Regions from separate parts of the Mus musculus genome. Here regions 1 and 2 are each linked to region 3. A link is a contact called in public HiChIP or PLAC-seq and promoter capture Hi-C data. All regions are on one chromosome and are shown on one strand. The core of a region is the stretch at or near the end of the contact, and the rest is flanking DNA. Distances in the headings are between cores, read along the strand shown.

Evidence for each region. Promoter capture Hi-C pulls out the DNA fragments that hold promoters and counts their contacts. HiChIP or PLAC-seq counts read pairs in DNA pulled down with a chosen protein or histone mark.
Region 1: a contact with region 3 is called in an H3K27ac HiChIP or PLAC-seq map of embryonic stem cells, with 9 times the contacts expected there. The contact joins the enhancer-like site here to the promoter of Tcim in region 3. A contact is called at or near these places in 5 of 39 promoter capture datasets (the C10 cell line, embryonic stem cells, frontonasal cranial neural crest and 1 more), 3 of 115 datasets of contacts at active chromatin or transcription factors (differentiating embryonic stem cells and embryonic stem cells) and 1 of 9 other capture datasets (embryonic stem cells).
Region 2: a promoter capture Hi-C map of embryonic stem cells shows a contact between it and region 3, with 3 times the contacts expected there. The contact joins the enhancer-like site here to the promoter of Tcim in region 3. A contact is called at or near these places in 11 of 39 promoter capture datasets (the 3T3-L1 cell line, 3T3-L1-derived adipocytes, the HPC-7 cell line and 7 more), 2 of 115 datasets of contacts at active chromatin or transcription factors (astrocytes and embryonic stem cells) and 1 of 9 other capture datasets (embryonic stem cells).

The regions. Positions count from the first base shown.
Region 1 is chr8:23,396,975-23,400,923 of GRCm38.p6, forward strand. All of the region lies in intron 1 of Gm30370 (a long non-coding RNA gene), which reads right to left. Among named protein-coding and RNA genes, the nearest start is that of Gm30370, 5.4 kb to the right of the region's middle. Within about 2 kb of position 2,622, at least 20 of the 459 cell types and tissues checked have an H3K27ac peak or open chromatin away from gene starts, as enhancers often do. A contact at or near this core is called in differentiating embryonic stem cells and embryonic stem cells, where this site is marked.
Region 2 is chr8:23,359,048-23,362,931 of GRCm38.p6, forward strand. No RefSeq gene overlaps it. Among named protein-coding and RNA genes, the nearest start is that of Gm30370, 43 kb to the right of the region's middle. Within about 2 kb of position 1,989, at least 40 of the 459 cell types and tissues checked have an H3K27ac peak or open chromatin away from gene starts, as enhancers often do. A contact at or near this core is called in embryonic stem cells and stem cell-derived epiblast-like cells, where this site is marked.
Region 3 is chr8:24,436,157-24,440,428 of GRCm38.p6, forward strand. Tcim (transcriptional and immune response regulator) reads right to left here and starts at 2,790. Exons shown (of 1, transcript NM_026931.3): 1 at 1,016-2,790. The coding sequence starts at 2,740. The coding sequence ends at 2,420.

The sequences.
Region 1 (3,949 bases), core at 1,372-3,871, 1.0 Mb before region 3:
GAGCCAGCTTCAGCACTTTGGTGCTCCCCTGTCCAGATGTGGAACAGGTGGAAGACATTTGGAGACTTTTCTTCTTCTTTCTTTCTTTCTTTCTTTCTTTCTTTCTTTCTTTCTTTCTTTCTTTCTTTCTTTCTTTCTTTCTTTCTTCTTCTTCTTCTTCTTCTTCTTCTTCTTCTTCTTCTTCTTCTTCTCCTCCTCCTCCTCCTCCTCCTCCTCCTCCTCCTCCTCCTCCTCGTCCTCCTTCTCCTTCTCCTCCTCTTCTTCCTCCTCTTCCTCCTCCTCCTTTTTAATGGAGAGGGCATTAATAGTTCAATGACTAGATAGATGCCCAAGGGGGAGTGCAGGGAGTCCAAGAGAGCAGACTGGGGGTGGAGGGAGGCAAGAGAGAAGAATAGGTACATGAACAGGAAAGTGAGCCAGAGACTGAGAGAGAACATACAAACTTGTACCAACCTTGCACATAGTAGGAGCTCATTAAATATCTGTTGATTGATTGTTGGCCTGAGAGATTCTCCCCACTTCGCTTCTGTGTGGTCTGGAAGGAAGGTGGAATATACGATTCCACACGCACCATGGAGCGGACAATAGGGGCACTTATCCAGAAAATGAGAAGCCTAGATCTTTTGCAATATCCACCCAATGCTTAAAATGAAGGAGGATATTTAAGAAGCTGTGTAATTGAGCCTTAAGAGCCTCGAGTTATTCTCTGTGCCCTGGGTTGATTCTGTGCAGCCAATCTGTCTTCTTTTTCAAAAATTAGGACTTCCTCTTTTACCTTATTTACAAAAGTAGCCTATATAGTCATTGTAGGAACTATACAAAATGAAGAAAATGGAAGAAGAGCTCAGGGTCCAGAAGTAGTAAACACTTTAGGGGACTTCCCCCCATACCTTGGGGGACAGCTTTTCTTCTTTTCACGTTCTCCTCTCAGATTTCTTTCTGAGAATGTCCAAATCTCATGATATGCACATCTGTAGTACGCTTTCTCCAAACAGCACTTGTAAAATCATCTACTTATTCCTTTATTCATTCTGCAATGTTATTTATTGAGTTTCCTACATGCTAGAGCACTGTTTTATGGGATAGAGAAACAGCTAACTGTAATCTCTGGCCTTGGGAAGCTGTTTTGTGTTGGCAGTGTTGGAAGGTAGACTGAATAAGAGAGCCAACCTGTGGTACCTAAGGGAATCAGAAAATGTGGGAAGGAAAGCAAGAAAAGGTGTCTCCATGATGGAGAGGGGAGAGGCCTCGCCGAGTGGGGATGTCTGAGGGAAGCTGGGAGAGTTTCTTTCCCAAGATGCCCTGCTTTCTAGGTCAGATCTTTAAGGGTTTGGGATGACTTTCCCAGGACCACTAAAAACAAACAAACAAACAAACAAACAAACAAACAAACAAACAAACAGGGAGAAAGTCTTAAAAGTATCAATGCTGATTATGTAATGTCTCAGAAGAAAACACAGGGCTGGAAGCAGTGGGGTGCTTGCTTAGCATACATGAATGCTGTGAATGCGGGAGATCCTGGTTTCCCTGGTGCTGGGGGTGGAGTGGGTAGAAGAGGAGAGGGAGTAGGAGCAGAGAAGACCGAAGAGAGGAAAGGGTGGGGGGGGGGAAGAGGGAGGGAGGAAAGTTAGGTGCTAAAAGCCTAGGACTGTGAGCCTGGTTTTGTTTATAAGGTGCTAATTGTATCCATGGCAGAAGAGAAAGTCAAGGGTCAGTGGGCTCTGTATGGGAAAAGAGACACACAGCATGTCTTCATGGCCGTGCCTACCTGGTCACCCGCCTGTCTTCAGTTTTAACCTGGGAGCTATGGTAATTCATTTTTTTTTTTAAATGTCCAAGAAGTTAACTCTGTTTCTGGCATCAGCTCTCCTCTGTCCCCGGCCATCTTTGCCAATGACTGTAGCAATCACTAAACATTCGCTTTGTTTGGGGGGCTTTCCGGTTTTTTTCCGAACGGTTTTCTGTTAGGATGGTAAAGAGAATCTTTACTGTAGAGTAACCGTTCTTTTAACATCAGGTGTCAAGGTGTGAAGGGTCTCAGCCTACCCAGCCAAGTTTCCTCCTACAGGAAGAACCAGGACTAGAGAGGAGTGAAGAGATTGCCCAAGGGCATGCAGGTCCTTACACTTAGAAGCTGAACTCTTTTACCCAGCTGTGTTCTTCCATGAGGCAGGTGTCTTGCGGCCTCACATGTGACAGCATGTTCCCTCCTAGCAGCCACATGGATCTTTTTTTTTTTTCTTCCGTAAAACCACTAGATAATAAAAGCCACTAGAGCCCACCACTGGTGCCGGAGAGCTTGTGTTAAATACATGCTCTCTTTCTGCCCATTTTCTGAGTGGCAGCCCCTCCCCGCCTCTCAACCCCTGTGTCTCTGCCGCGGGAAGACTAATGGTTAGTGTCCATGTCAAGCGCAAGGGTCCAGGAGAAAGCCCGTCCCCTGGTCCCCAGCATCCAAGACGCTCGGAAGCATGGAGGATGGACTTTGTCTGGCCAGCTCCACTCTGCTCCGGAGTGGAAGAAAACCAGTCATTTGGCAAAAGTCAGCTCAGTTGTCACCATTGTTCTTAAAGAGGCTGGGCTGAATAGTGGGGCTAATGTATTCTATTATGCATACAGCTCTCACTGGGTGCTGGGGGGGAGGGCCGCATTCCTCCAGATCCCTCCCCCAACCCTACTCCAGCCCTGCACAGACCCCCTCTAGCACTAGAGAGGAGCCCTGAAAAAAACAGCCATGGGGCAGCACTGCTGGTGGGACCGTGAAGTGGGGACAAAAAGAGGAGCAGAGAGTGACCGAAGGCCTGGCAAGAGGGCCAGAGATGCCTGTGGGATGGAGACAAGTGGATGCTGGAGGTAGCTGGTGGCTTCTATGACATGGGACATGTGGCTCCTGCCTGGGCCCTGGACTTTTTTAATACCCCATTTCTTCAGAGGACAGTCAACAGTTACACAGCTGAGCCCACGAACCCCTTGTCTTCTGTTCCTAACCACCAGACACATGGCTCTTCCAGGAAGCCTGGGGGCAGGGACATAGCACATTTTTTTTCTAAGGCCAGTTATAACCAGACCAGGACAAACATGAAGGACAGAAGAAAAGGGCTTCGGGATGGGTGCCTGGCTTGTCACATCGGGCCTTAAGTGTAACGAATGAGGCCGTGAGAGCCATTGCCCCTATTCAGCTTTTCAAACCTAGGCTTGCACCCAGAACCTTCCTGGGTGGAAAACTATGCCCAAGGAGGAGGGAAAGCTGGAGGGTCCGGCTGGCTCCAGTGTCTTTCCTAACAGGACCCTGGGTTGGAAATGTGACTTTCCTGACCCCAGGCTGGATGAGCTCACTCCTTAGAGCTCGCACTTCTTTTCTGGACATCAGCACTATCTCATTTCTTGTCCTTTGTCCCCTCCCTTATTATCGGTGAATTTGCCCTTGGAGGTACCTGACTCTGTCTTATAAAGAACCAGAATGAAAACCTGCTCTTTAGAACAGTTTGGTGAGGAACAAACAAGCAACACAAATGTGTGCCTGTGGATGTGGGCATGTGGGCATGTGTGCAGTGTGTGTGCCTGTGTGTACGTGTGTATATGCCTGTGTGTGCACATATGTGTGTGCACATGCTTGTGTGTGTGCATGTGTCTATGTGCCTATGTGTGTGAATGCGTGTGTGCTTGTATGTGCACGTGTGCATGTGTGTATATGCATGTGCATGTATATGTGTGTATGTGCATGAGTGTCTGTGCATGTTATTGTATATCCATGTGTATGTATGTACCTGTGTATGTATATACATGTGTGCGTGTGCATGTGTATGTGTGTGCCTGTGCTTGTATGCATCTGTGTGCATATACATGTATGAATGTGTGAGTGTATGTGTGTGTGTGTGAGAGAGAGAGAGAGAGAGGAAGAGAGAGAGAGGAAGAGAGAGAGAGGAAGAGAGACAGAAAAAGAGAGAGA
Region 2 (3,884 bases), core at 739-3,238, 1.1 Mb before region 3:
GATACTATCAACAGTTTTATCAAAGTGTCAGGACACAGGATCAACGTAGAAAAAGCCATAGATTTTCTACACACCGACAACAAACATCATGGGAAAAATAATGGACACGCTTGCATTCACAGACAGCATCAAAGAAAGTAAAAATATCTAGGAATAAACCTAACCAAGGATGTGAAAGACATCTATGGTGGAAACTTCAAAACTCTGAATTAAGAGATTCAGGAAGAATGGCAAGATATACAATGCAAATGGACTGACAATATTATGGAAGTGACTACTCTACCAGACGCTCTTTTCAGATTCAATGCAATTCTAATTAAAACTCCCAACTCATTCTTCATAGAAATGAGGGGAAAACTACCCCAAAACTCATCTGGAAGCACAAAAGGCCCTGATAGCCAAAAGCAAAAATAACAGAGCAAAGGGGAATTATCATTCCATATTTTAAGCTATGTTAAAAAAAAAAAAAAAAAAAAACCTCAAACTACAACAATAACCACAACCAATGATACTGACATAAAAACAGACATGACAGCAATCTATGGGACAAAGCAAAGACCCACACATGAGTACATATAACTACAGCCATTTCATTTTTAAAAAAGAAAGATGGATACCCATAAGCAGAAGAATGAAATTAGACTCCTATCTGTCACCGTGCATAAAAAAAAACGAACTCGAAAACTCCAAGTGAGTCAAAGACCTAAATCCGAAACCTGAAAACACCGAAACTTCTAGAAGAAAACATAGTGTCTTAGTTAGGGTTTTATTGCTGTGAAGAGACACCATGACCACAGCAACTCTTACAAAGGAAAGCATTTAATTGGGTCTTGCTTACAGTTTCAGAGGTTTAGTTCGTTAGTATGGTGGGGAACATGGTCACGTAAAGGCAGTCATGGTACTGGAAACGTAGCTGAGAACTCTATCTGGAGCTACAGGCAGCAAGGGGTGCGGGGGAGGTTGCCTTACTGAGAAGGAGGAACTGGCCCAGGTTAACCCAGGTTGCCCCCAGTTTCTGGGGCTATCCTTAAGCTAACCTGTTGCATATGACTCAATTCTGTTTCCCTTCTTTGTAGCGACAGTTACTTTTATATCTTTATTTAAGACAGGAACCGATACAGTTCTCAGATAACTACTCTGTATCCCACCAAGCACCAGAGCAAGGAAGCAAGCAAACCTTTAGCTAGAGATAAGAAACGTGTGCTATGAGGTGTTTTTCTTGTGCTAACGATTGTGAATGGCCGGTCACAGCCCCATACCGAAGCCTGTCTAGAAAGGAAGGAAGGTTTGGCACAGCCTGCTACCTTGCTCTCTGAGAAGCGACTCCTCCGGACTGTGACCAGGGCCCATCAGTGGGCTTTTGTTGCTGTTTCTCAGGGCTCAGCCTATTGAAGGAGCATGGGACACCGGCCATCCTGTGTGTTCCCCAAGACAAGACCCTCAGGGAGCGCTGGAGTGTTGCGGAGGGCTCCTAACACGTTCATTTCATAAATTTAACTACTTATCTTGACAGTTGAACCTTGCTCAGGTGAATTACTGAAGTCTCTATAAAAATCTTACCTATTTCCTTCCCATAGGTTGTGAATTCAGAAGTTTGAGTTATAGTGATTTTTTTTCTCTAAAAATAAAAACAATGTTTAAAAAACCACTTTTATCCGTAAAGAGTTGTTTTTTTTTTTTTTTTTTTTTTTTTTTTTTTTTTTTTTTGTAACCAATAATAGTTTTCAGGCTCTCCCTGATTAGCTGATGAGACCTCGGCCCAATTAACTAAGGCAAGCTACTGAGTGCGTGATTGCCTTTCAGAATCGCGGAGGCGCTTTAAAGCGAAGTGTTCAATGGCACAGTTCAGCCTGACCCACAGATCCTTACAGCAACCGTTATTTTTGGCTGGGGCATGTGCTGTGCTATCTCCCAGGCCGGGATGGCAGGCTATTCAGGCCCCCTTTCCTATTTGCATGTCTATCAGGGGTCTTTCACAGCCCAGGGCCCCAACTAGGGCTCTGGCAAAGGCTGCTTTGTTCTTCAGAACCGCCCCAATCAGGCTCAGCCCTCTCTGCCAGGGAGGTTCTAAAATACCTGTTAGTTTCCTCGGAATCCTGAGTTTTGCTTTCACTGCAAGCAGGCCTGAGGCTCCATGGCCCAGGCTGTTGCTGAGAAATGCTTTTGATGGAGTCCCTAGCGGTCCAGCAGCAGGCATCAGGAGTGGCCTTTCCTCTCTAAGACTGCAGGAGATTGGATCCCCACAGGACACGACATGGATTTGCTTCTTTCTCTTTTCAGAAGTTAAAAGGTTTTCTGAGGTTAAGAGCAAGTAGTATTTATATATTTAGAAATACATACATATGAAAAGGAGACAACGATGTAATTGTATTTTATTTAAAAAAAAAAAAAGGAAATCTCAGAAGAGATTTGGCCACAGCTTGCCCCCCTTTGTTGTTAATAAGTTAAAAATTAAAGACATATTTGGACAGTAACAACAACAAAAAGAGAGAAATTACATAGACAATATTTTAAAAGCCAACGTTACAGATTTGACCATTACGAAAAATCTTCATGTCCAGAGTAATTAGTTAAACTCTACTTCAATAGCTCAGTGGGAGAGCCTTTGCCCAGCGAGCACAAGGCCCTGGATTTGAACTCCTGCAGTGCAGCAAAGCAAACAAACAGCTCCCAGGAAAACCTCAGACAAAACAAAGACAAAAACAACCAACAACTAAAAGCTAGCATCTACTTCAAATGTTTCCTCCACAATCTGACAGCCCAAGTCCACCAGCCAAGGGGTTGGGCAACGATGTATCTGATCCCCAAGTTTGCTCTGTGTGTGTGGTGCCTTTTAAGGCAAAGCCCAGGCTGTGGTAGCCTCAATAGGCTAGCCTTGGCCACACCGAACCCACTATTTCAGCTAAAGAGAGAGGAGAGAAGTCACATGGAAAATGGAAGAGAGTGACCCTGGTGCTCCAGCCCACCCTGAAGGTCCTGACATGAGGGTTAGGTTTAAATCGTGTGGTCCTGACAGGGGCTGGTGGGCTGTTGAGTTGTCATCTGTCAATCTCTAAGGGCTAAGCATCCTCATCTGGACGGGAGTGGGGGTGGGGGGTGGGGGTGGGTGGGGAGGAGGTGGGGGGGTGGGGGTGGAGGGCTGAGGGTAGGATAGGTGTTCTTCCTGGTTTTGGGGGATGTGAGGGTGGGTTGGTTGGGGTTGGGGGGTGGAGTAAGGGTGGGATGGGCGCTCATCCTGGAATTCAAGGTGACTGGAGAAGAAAAAGATAAAAACACCTCTGTGCCTTCAGCCAAAGTCCCGGGCAAAATGACAACAGAGATACCAGGTCATTCGTTTTTTATTTATACTGAGGCCCAAGAAATAGATGGACCCTTTTAGCAAAAGCAGCCTCTAAGTACTTGTGTAGAATACACTAATTTTCCCCATATGTTTAAATATGCCCACGTTTATAATTACTTCTTTGTAGTAAAGACTATATTTCACGTGTTTGATTCTTTTTGATCTGAACTTGGAGTCCGTATTGAAAATCTATTCTATTTTCCCTTTCCAGGGCAATTCATGCATCTCCCCTGAACCCTTCTTCTTACTTAGTGCCTCTGGGTCTGTGGATTGTAGGATGGCTAGCCTTTATTTTACAGCTAATATCCACTTATATGTGAGTACGCACCATGCTTGTCATTATGGGTCTGGGTTACCTCACTCAGGATGAATTTTTTTTTTCTAGTTCCATCAATTTGCCTGCAAGTTTCATGGTATATATTTTTAACAGCTGAGTAATACTCCATTGTGTAAATTTATCACATTTTCGTTATCCACTCTTTGGTTTAGGGATGTCTAGGTTTCTAGGTTCTGGCTAATATAAATAAAGCTTCAATGAACATAG
Region 3 (4,272 bases), core at 1,540-4,039:
CACCACACACACATACATATGCACACACTCACATATACATTACATGTACACACAGTCCCAAACACATCACAACACATACATACATACATACATACTTATCACATACATTTACACACATATGCACACACACATCACACACACACATTCACAAACACATCACAACATTTACACACATACATATCACAACACTCACACACATGACATACACTCACACACATATGCACACATTCATATACACATCACACACACTCACAAGCACATCACAACATTCACACACACTCACACACGGATGCACACATACTTGCATACACATCACACACACACGCACACACACGCAAACACACACACACTTGTAGAATAATTCTCCCTCCCCCCCTTTTTTTATTTCCAGGGACTGAAACTCAGGATCTTGTATATATGGTCAGTGATCTAATGCTGACCTATAAGCCTAGATAAGGGTCCCATGGATCAATGTGTAATGACCTTCAACAACTCAATAATTATTGACAGAATACAGATGTTTAACTATGTTCTTTTCTTTTTATAATTTTTGTATTTAAAATTCTGGCTTATTGGGATGTGAAGTATATAACTTAATTAATTTGAAAAATAAAATAAAAATCTGGCTTAACCCTCCTGAAAGGTTCCATATAGCTCATTTGTTTTGATATAGCATATTCAGCATTTAAAAGAGAAAACTTGGAGCCAGGCGGTGGTGGCACACGCCTTTAATCCCAGCACTTGGGAGGCAGAGGCAGGTGGATTTCTGAGTTTGAGGCCAGCCTGGTCTACAAAGTGAGTTCCAGGACAGCCAGGGCTACACAGAGAAACCCTGTCAAAACAAACAAACAAACAAACAAACAAAAATAAAATAAAAAACAAAACAAAAATCCAAACCAAAAAAACAAACAAACAACAACAACAAAAAAGAAAAACTTAAAAGAGAAAACTTGGTAGCTTTGCTGAATTTCTGGAAACTTTTTTTTGCCTTTCTATTAAGAAAGCACAGTGGGCATTGGCTTATGCCTTTTTAGAAATGCTTTATTATAAATTATACTGGAATAAGGAGAGAGATATTAATGTTATAATGACCCACAGAAACTTCATCATAATTCACTCGAACTTCAAAACATACCGTTTAGGAAGAAATAAATGGGTATGTATCTGCTGTAGTGACAGAGGAGAAATTTCACGAAAAATGAAGATAGATTATGGATATATAAAAGCAATATTGCCAAATTACTCTGTGGGAAACTCTATGCCATGAAGTTTAAAATGGGGGCGGGGAGAAGGCTCTGTAGACACTTGGCGCTGTAACTTGTTTTGGAAAAGTTTGGCAATCAGCATAAAGCTACTCTGGAAGATTTAGAGTCAACCCCTAGAAAAGTTTACAATGATCAAAATTTACCATCCTATATTTTTCCCTTGGGGACGGATCACCACAGAGCAAAGAGAAGCTAAGTTGATAATAATTTATTAGGGCTATGTATCACTTACAATGCATAATAAATAATTTTAAAAAACCCACAGCATCCTTCTAAAATCCCCCATATTCATTTCCTAATGCTTACTACAGTGTCTGGAGGACATTTAATTAGATTAGATTTTAGCATTAGTCAGAGAGTTTTAAAAAGCACATTCGAAAGTTGTTCACAGTCCTTCGGATTTATGAAGGGCCCCATTATTTCAGCTTTGTGCAAACCATTTTGAAGTGTGTACAAATCCTGTAGAAACATAGCCCATGCTGTGGGGTTTTACTGGGCTGGGCCAGGCATCCAGTTCTTTGACTTTAACAGCAGGGGGTGCACTGTCTTAGCCATTGTATTCAATGCAAGCAGACAATTACTGATCTCTAAAAATCTTGACCAATAAACAGCACGGAGATTTAGCCACATTTTTAAACATTCAGATTTAAAAAAAAAAACACACAAAACTTCAGTAAACCACTTATGCTTCATATTCCTTCTCTTCCCTCCCTCCCCACTTCAATATTTAAAAAAAGAAAAAAGGAAGAAAAGAAAAAAGAAAACAAAATAATAAACCGAACAACAAGAACAAAAACCAAGTTAGGTTTGAGTTTAGTCTTAGGGCCTTGCCAACGGCCCTGGGTGCGTGCACTCAGTCCCCACAAACGCAGTGTTCTGGTCAGTGCCTCCATCCTCTCAGGCTATGTCCTTTCCTGCTGTGAGAGTTCTCAACGCCTGCTGAAGGCACTTGGCTCCCAGTGGGACAGCTCAGGGCTGCAATGAGTTGCAAGTCTGTGTAGCTGGTGAGTTATGTATGTCCCTTTCCATCCTCGGGGTCCTGTCGGAGGAAGCTCTCAAGCCTTTTCGCGGGACACTGCCCGTGCCAGAGCTGGCAGGCTCACTGGGTCTTTAAAGGTCCATTGGTGGATACGCTCTTGCCCAGCCTGCTGTGCTCAGTGTACCTTGATGGAATATTTCCGCAGTTTGAGAAACTGAAGAAGCTTGTCTTTTGTCCTCTTCTTCAGGGCCATGAGGGCTCGAGTTTTCTCCTCCAAATCTTGGTCGATGGCAAAAATGATCTTGGCCCGCTCCTCTGCCTTCTTGTCTCCGGAGTTCCTGAAGAGCCTCTGCAGGGACTCCTGGTCTATGTTCTCAAAGATGTTGCCCACAGCTTTCTTGCGAGCGGCTGTGTCGAAGTGGTAGCCGTGGATGGACGGGCTTACTCGAAGAGACGAGGACATGCTGGTGGCTTGATGGCTTGGCTTGGCTTTCATCGATGTGGGTCTTCCACGGCTCAGCTTGGGCACTTCCAGGGGAGTCTGTTGTAAAAATCGTCCCAGGACGGCTATTTAAAGGGTGAACAAAGCTCGGGACTCAAATTACACTGGTGACGTCACATTGATCCCAGGGAGGAAAAAACCACAGAACATTAACAGTTGCCTTGCCAAAGATCTGGCTCCGGATGCTAGAATGCATTTCAAAGCTTGTTTAGAGATAGCTGGCTACAAGCTTGCCTCTTTACACCTCAGACGGCATTGTGCCTTACAAACTGGCTCTTCCTTCCAGAAGCCGAAATCAGGAGAGAGAGAGAAAAGAAAAGGCTCCAAATCTTTGCCTACGATTGAAACAAGGAGTTCTGCCAAGCTCAACAGAGTTTCAATTAGTACAAAAGTTTTAAAGTGTGGGCCAGACCCTGGCAGCCTAGGTCTGTGTGCCTTTTGCCTGTCCCTATCAGGGTGAGGGTGAGGAAGTCAGAAGAAAAAAAAAAATGCTTGGGAGGACAGGAAGTCTGACTCTGGAGCTAAAGTTTACTGACATGGCTCAGCCCGAAAGCACAAATCTCAAACTGTACCTGAGTGCTGTATGTAATTTCTGCTGGGAACTGCAATTTAAACAGTAATAGCGGCAGATGGTAGCTCCCCAGCTTGTGTAAGTATTGACAGCAACAACTATTCAAAAGCAAGGAGCAAAGGTTAATGGTGGTGCTGTGGGTACTTAATGCCCACAAGGAATGAGCTGATCTTTTGTTTTGAGGGCTACTTTGGAGTCACTCAGCATTATCAGAATGCTGCTATCTTCATTACACGCTTTTAATCTATTACTTTTGCTATCCACAAGACTCAGATACGTACAGCTGTTCTATGCTAAATGTCACCTTCCTCTGACCTAGAGATTCCTCTTTATGATTCAAATCTCTACTCTCCTTTCTGGTCCTCCAAGAAACTAGAATGGACTTTTAATGTTATTTCACTTATAGTCAAGAAAATCACACACCTATAACCCCATCTGTCTTAGAAGGCTGAGGCAGGCTAGCAAGCTGCAGGACAGACTGAACTACACAGGAATGAATGCCCTGTCTCAGAATTAAATTAAATGAATAAAATAGAAATAAAATCATTTATTTTACCTTAATAAAGTTTATGTCTCACTAGGAGAAAGGAGTGAGACATTTTTGCATATGTCAAAACCTTTTGCATTTTTCAAAACCTTTTGTTTTGAAGGCTACTTTGGAATCACTCAGCATAATCAGAATGATGCTATCTTCAACTTTTAATTTATTACTTGAAGATATGACTATTATGTGAAATTACAGTGTCTTCCTATTACCTGAAAGAAATGTTCACTGTGGATAAGTATGCGCCAGAGTTGCTCAAGCACATAACGGGCAGGGAACTTCTACAAAATCCCAGGAGATGTCCAAGCCAGAGGGCCCCAGCTCAACTGTCACCCTCATCACCGACGACTGTAGTGGCCGTCACCCAGGAGATACAGATAGCTCAGGGGAGGGGCAAGTTAGTTGGGAGAC